2 separate regions of the Ovis aries genome follow, and region 1 is linked to region 2. Evidence: chromatin contacts called from public Hi-C data. All regions are on one chromosome and are shown on one strand. Each heading gives the region's core, a stretch centred on a gene start, on an enhancer-like site or on the middle of the called end of the contact. The rest is flanking DNA. Distances are from core to core; before and after follow the strand shown.

Region 1 (2,733 bases), core at 109-2,608, 360 kb after region 2:
CAGGGGTACCTAAGGCCAGTAGAGTGGGGCATCACTCACTAGCTCCGGAGGGGGCCAGTAAGAAGATTGAGGATCTAGCTGCCCAGGAGGGCATCAGGAGAGGACTCACCAGTCCACAGGGTTGTAGGCATGTTGCAGGAGGTATGGTGACTTCTCATTGATCAGGCGGTTGGGGACCTTCGGGGGCGTGGACTGAGAGCAGTTAGTCCGGCTCCCCTTCCCTCCAGCAGGCATGGACACTGAACTACTGACCGTCACACTTCGGTCCTTGTCCCGGGAGGAGCTACCCCTGGTGTAGGCAGGTAGGTCAGGCAAGTCAGACCAGGAGTCTCCACTGCTTCCACCTACACCCAGCCCAGAGGCCCACCTGACCACCGTGGAACTCTCCCAGAACCCCCTGCTCCCAGCCCAACCCACCTTTCTGAACCACGGGGGAGACCGTGGCCTTTGTGCTCCCCCTTGTGTTTTTGGGGGGGTGAAGAAAGGTGGTTCATTGGGGGCTCCCTGCCAGGTTAGTCTCCCCCAACCTCTCTGACCTGGTGGTGGGAACGATGATGACTGTGAAGTCAGGGCGAGTCACAATGGATGGAATGGTCCTTCAGGCTCCATTCTCTCCCCTCACCGGGCCCCACCCAGGGTGACTGTGCTGGAGGTATTTCTGGCATGCCTGCCTGGGTATATGATCTGGGCAGGAAGGCTGCTGGCTGCTGTGTGTAGGACTGGGCCAGATGAGGGGCAAGGAGAAGAAATTCATTTGGCATCAGGGACTCCCTCACTCAACATCCATCCAGTGGGCACTTCTGGGGGGCCAGGTCCTGTGCCAGACCCCCATGACCCTCAAAGAATCAGTAGCTGGCTCTGATCTCAGGGAGCTCAGCCTGGGAGGGCAGCATGGGCGGGGCAGGCCTAAGTAATGACAAGCCCTTGCAGCATCGAGGGCTGTGACAAGCCAGCCCAGGGTGCTGTTGGACAAGGACCCTTGGCCCAGCACTGGGGTTCAAGGAAGGCTTCCTGGAGATGGTGTCAGAACAGAGTTCCTGGGGCAAGCGAGCCCTGCAGCTGGAGGGGAGGGAGGGAGGAGAGGATTACTGTCTGAGCCCGGTCGGAGGAGCTGGCCCTAGTCTTGGGGGAAGGCAGGCATGGGGTGGGGAGGTGACCGGGCAGGCACAGGGGACCAGCGCCAGGACAACTGACCGCAGGGCTCCGCAGGCACCGGCTGCTGAAGCGTGCTCCTCTGCCGCCCGTACCTGTAGCTCAAGGCGAGGACTGGCCCGGCCCCGGGCAGCAGGAAGCCGCGGCACCGGCACCGTAAGGCCCGCGCGCCCAGCATGGCGGCTGGTGGCGGTCGGCCCGGACGCTGCGGACAGGAAGGGAGGGCGGGAGGGAAGCTGCGACGGGCAGGCCCAGGCACCGAACCGGCCGCGGGAGTGTCTTCGCCGAAAAGGCCGGCAGCAGGCTGGTCTCTGAGCGCCGCTCGGTGGCCGATCACGGGACTGCAGACCGTATACTCGGGGCTTAGGCGGACACTGCTGCTGCTAAGTCGCTTCAGTCGTGTCCGACTCTGTGCGACCCCATAGACGGCAGCGCCTAGGAGGACACAGGTCTGTGCAAAAAACTGGGTGGACTCGATAGGACATAAATCAGGGCCTGCGGGGAGGTAACCCTCTTACGGAGAATATGGAGGCTGTGAGGATGCCAGGGCCTTGGAAAGCCAGAGCCTCCGGTCATTTTGTCCCAACTTTGTCCGTTTTACAAAGGAGAAATGAGGTGAGAGGCAAAAGGTGTGCCTTTTCCAGGCCATCCAAACTGGGAGCTTCGCCTTTGCTCTGCCCCCTCACCTGAAGGTCCTGCTCAAACCCCACCCCCTCAGGAAGCCTTCCCTGAATAATAATACTGAACCAACTTTCAGGTGTTATCAGGTATTTTATGAGTCTCATTTACTACCCTTAGTCAACATTTATTGAGTGCCCATGAGACACTCTGCTAGGTACAACAGTGGGCAGAGAGAGACCAAGCCATCCCATCCTTGTGTTACTCACAGTCTGATGAGCAAGGCAAAAACTAATCCAACAGCTATACAGATTAATGTACAACCACCCACTGTGAGACGTGCCATGACTAGGTATCACAAGGAAACTGGTCTGGTGGGAGAGAGGAGGGGGAGGGCCTTCCTAAGGAAATCACATTTGTGTAGCAGCCTTCGAAGAACAAGAGGATGCAATCTGGAAAGGGCTTGGGGGACTTGCTGGGGAAGCAGGGGAACAGATGTGCAAAGGCCCTGTGGCAGAGCAGTGAGGCAGGGCTGAGGTGCTGCAGAAGCCAGCACAGAGAGGCGCCGATGAGGTGGTGACGTAGACAGGGAGGAGGGCAGGGGCCAGGTTTTGAACTGTGAGCAGGAGTTTGGTTACTGATGAGAGCAGAAGAAAGCTGTGGAAGGGCTTTAGTCGAGGGAGTGACCTTGCATTTTGGAGAGGTCCCTCCAGCTTTCTGGTGGTGAATGGACTGTAAAGAGGCACGAGTGGAAGCAGAAGGGTTCAAAGGCCATAGCAGGACCCAGAGGAGAGCTCTGGGAGGTCTGCACTATGCCAAGGTAGAGATGGAGGGAAGGTGGTAGACTTGAGGTCAGCAGAAAAGGAAACATCATCAGGATTGCCTATTGGGGGCGGTGTCAAGAGTGAAGTGCAGAATGGGGCTGGTACTGAGAAGGAAGGGGGGCACTGGGAGAGGGTCAGG
Region 2 (2,845 bases), core at 12-2,511:
TCATTTCAATGAGGTTGTGGACTTCAGGTGCTCATTTGTGCCTTAATGGGAAGCCAGCTGAATTAGCTTGCCCCCTCCCTCTGACCCCCAAACCAAGGTCGCTGGGGACTAGAGGTGGGGTGAGCATGAGTTGGGAGAGGGATGTGAGGGCAGGGTTGCAAGAGGAAGAGCTTGCCCTCCTTGGACCTCTGCTGTGTGCCTAGCGGCCCCAGGGAGGCAGCTAGGCCAGGCCAACCCGACCAGCCTTACTCAGCCACTGGACGTGACCTGTAGTTGTCTCATCCCAGAGAATATTTGCTGTGGCTGCATGACCTCAACACTTACCAGGAATACCTGCCCCTAAAGAAGGTGAACTCAGAAGGTGGCCTTTGGTTCTGGGTTTAGAACATGGTGATGGGTGCAATGGAAGAACTTCAAGACTTCAGGAACTTCTACTCAGCCTGCACTGTAGCAAGCTGTGAAGACGCCTAGAACTCAATTGCAGACATCAGCTCTCATTTCAGCCTCTGACCTCAGTTTACTTGTTTACCCTGGAGAAATTGGACTGGATGGATGATCTCTCATAATTCACATGCATTGAGCATTTCCTATGTGACAGATTCTTTATGTATATTCTGTCATTTAATTTCTGCAATGCTCTTTGAGGTGGAAACTGTAATTATTATCCTCATTTTACAACTGAGGAAGCTGAGCTCAGAGAAGATAAGTAACTTGCTCAAGGTCACACAGCGAGTAAGTGGAGGACCAGTCATGTACCCAGGTCTGGCCCAGAGGCATGTTGAGAATGGTGGTTGCTCAGGTGAGAGGCCCACTCATTGGGGCAGTGGCCATAAGTACCAGGGAGAGGGTTGTTAGAGTGACCTGCAGAGCAAGGAGGGGCAGGACCAGGTACCCAGCCCAGTGTGGGGAGCCGTGGAAGATGACTCGGAGGTTTGAGGTTCAGAGCCTGAAGGACTGGGAGGGTGATGATGCTTTTAATAGAAACAGGGAAGTCAGGAGGAGGAACAGGTTCAGGGCTAGCAGATGAGCACATTCTTAGACATGTTGGAGCTGATTTGCCAACAGTAGGACCTTCTAGGCCAAGATCCAGCCACAGTTCAATCAGGAAAAATCAGCACATCCAAAAATACTTCAAAATGCCAACAGCCCTCTTGCCAAAATCAAATCCCTAAACCTTGCACACCCTGGAGCTCCCCAGCCACTGCTCCGGGCTGAGCTCAGCGTCAGCTCTGCAGTAACCCAAGTCCCACGCTGGCCACTGGGGGTCACCACTGGTGCACAGACCACAGTGCAGTTGCCCAGGGCTTGCCTGCTATAGGGGCAACCTTGGGGGGCAGACATCGGGTTTTAGGGAGCCAGCCCCCTGGAAGGGAGGGCAGAGTTCTCTTCCTCCTTTTTAGGTGTGGGAAGGAGAGGGGCTCACAAGATACTGAGCTGCTGCTTCTCCCCAATTCCCCAGGCATTGGCAATGCCATGTCACAGAAATTTCTGATTAACCTCCAACCAGATACAGTTCATCTTAGAACCGGGAAGAGGGGGAGGCAGTGGACCCCCTTCCCTGTATGGACACCGGGCTCTTGGAGCCTGGCCCGGAAGACGCCATGTCCAAGGCGCCAGAGCGGCAGAGCCCAGGGAACAGGATCCCAGCTGATCCAAAGTGCCTGTCTCCCCTGACATTTGCGTCAGCAGCTCTGCCCTTTGACTTTTAATTCCTGGGAGTGAAGGGTGGAGGCAACCTTGGCGATCAGGACTAATTATATGCAGTCCGATTGAACCAGTGGTTTATTGGGGTTTGGCATGGTTACCTGTACTCTTCTTTGCCTCCAACCCCCAGGTTTATGGCCTTGGTCTCCTTCAGAAGCTGGGAAGAAAGGAAGGCAAGAGTGCTTCTGCCTGGGAGGCACCTAATTCCCCTGTCTCCTGAGCCTCCTGATCTCAGTGCAACTTGTGGGAAGTGACGCCTATAAAACCACTGAGAGACCCCCAGATGGAGGCGGTGTCCCCATGCTCACACCCAGCCCAGGCCCTGCACCCCCTTAGCCCGCCTCCAGCTCTAATCAGGACTTGTTAAGACATGTTCCAGGGCCATGGCCAGGCCAGGAGGCACTGCCTCCCAGCTGCTCTGGGGCTCGGGGCTCAGAAGAGGAGGGGGTAGGGTAGGCATCTTGAAGCTGACATGGTTCCTCAAGCCCCAAGCCCCCTCTGGTGTCCTGTGTCCCTCTATATTTGGCCTTGGCATTACCAACGTGCCCTCTCTGAGGGGCAGGCAGCCAGCCTAACCCATGACGTCTCCTCCAGGGCCTGGGCTATTTTGGAACCAGCCTTGAGAGGGCTGGGGAAGGCAGGGGTGAAGTTTAAGGGAATATTTGCACCTGTCTCTGGATCACAGAAGAGGCTGAGGGTGTGTGGCATAGAGAACTGGCCCTGAGGCCTTTCTCAGAATTCCCTGTACAGTTACTCAAATACTCCTTTTGCTCAAGTTTCCTGGGGATGCCTGGGCTGTGGGGCTGAATCTGGGCAGGAACCCCACCCGTTCCCTTTTCCCCCTGAGTTTTTCCAGCTGTTCAGATATTATCCCTCAATTAAAAAACAACTTCTATGTCTGGTCCCACCAAGAACTAAGAGCTAGCTCAGTGGTTCCCAGTCTTCAGATTTCTCAGGTCAGTAATATTTCCAAAACAACAATTTAGGATCTGATCTGGTCACCAGTTTTTCATTTTGCTGAGTTAAGGACTTTAAAAGGAAATGTCAAAGGAAAAGTCCTTTAAGACACACACATACACACAGGAAAATACACAACTCAGGTAAGAGGACAGTCCTTCAGACTGATGAAAATCTTTATGAA

What was found. A called contact is a pair of places that touch in the nucleus more often than the background predicts.
Region 1: a contact with region 2 is called in a Hi-C map of hypothalamus, with 2.5 times the contacts expected there. The contact joins the promoter of SPATA20 here to the enhancer-like site in region 2. A contact is called at or near these places in 4 of 16 Hi-C or Micro-C datasets (blood, hypothalamus, liver and 1 more).

Annotation. Positions count from the first base shown.
Region 1 is chr11:35,908,047-35,910,779 of ARS-UI_Ramb_v3.0, forward strand. It overlaps SPATA20 (spermatogenesis associated 20), which reads right to left and starts at 1,359. Exons shown (of 17, transcript XM_042255816.2): 1 at 1,248-1,359; 2 at 537-719; 3 at 110-289; 4 at 1-9. The coding sequence starts at 234.
Region 2 is chr11:35,547,555-35,550,399 of ARS-UI_Ramb_v3.0, forward strand. No RefSeq gene overlaps it. Among named protein-coding and RNA genes, the nearest start is that of TOB1, 75 kb to the right of the region's middle. Within about 2 kb of position 1,262, at least 26 of the 54 cell types and tissues checked have an H3K27ac peak or open chromatin away from gene starts, as enhancers often do. A contact at or near this core is called in hypothalamus and liver, where this site is marked.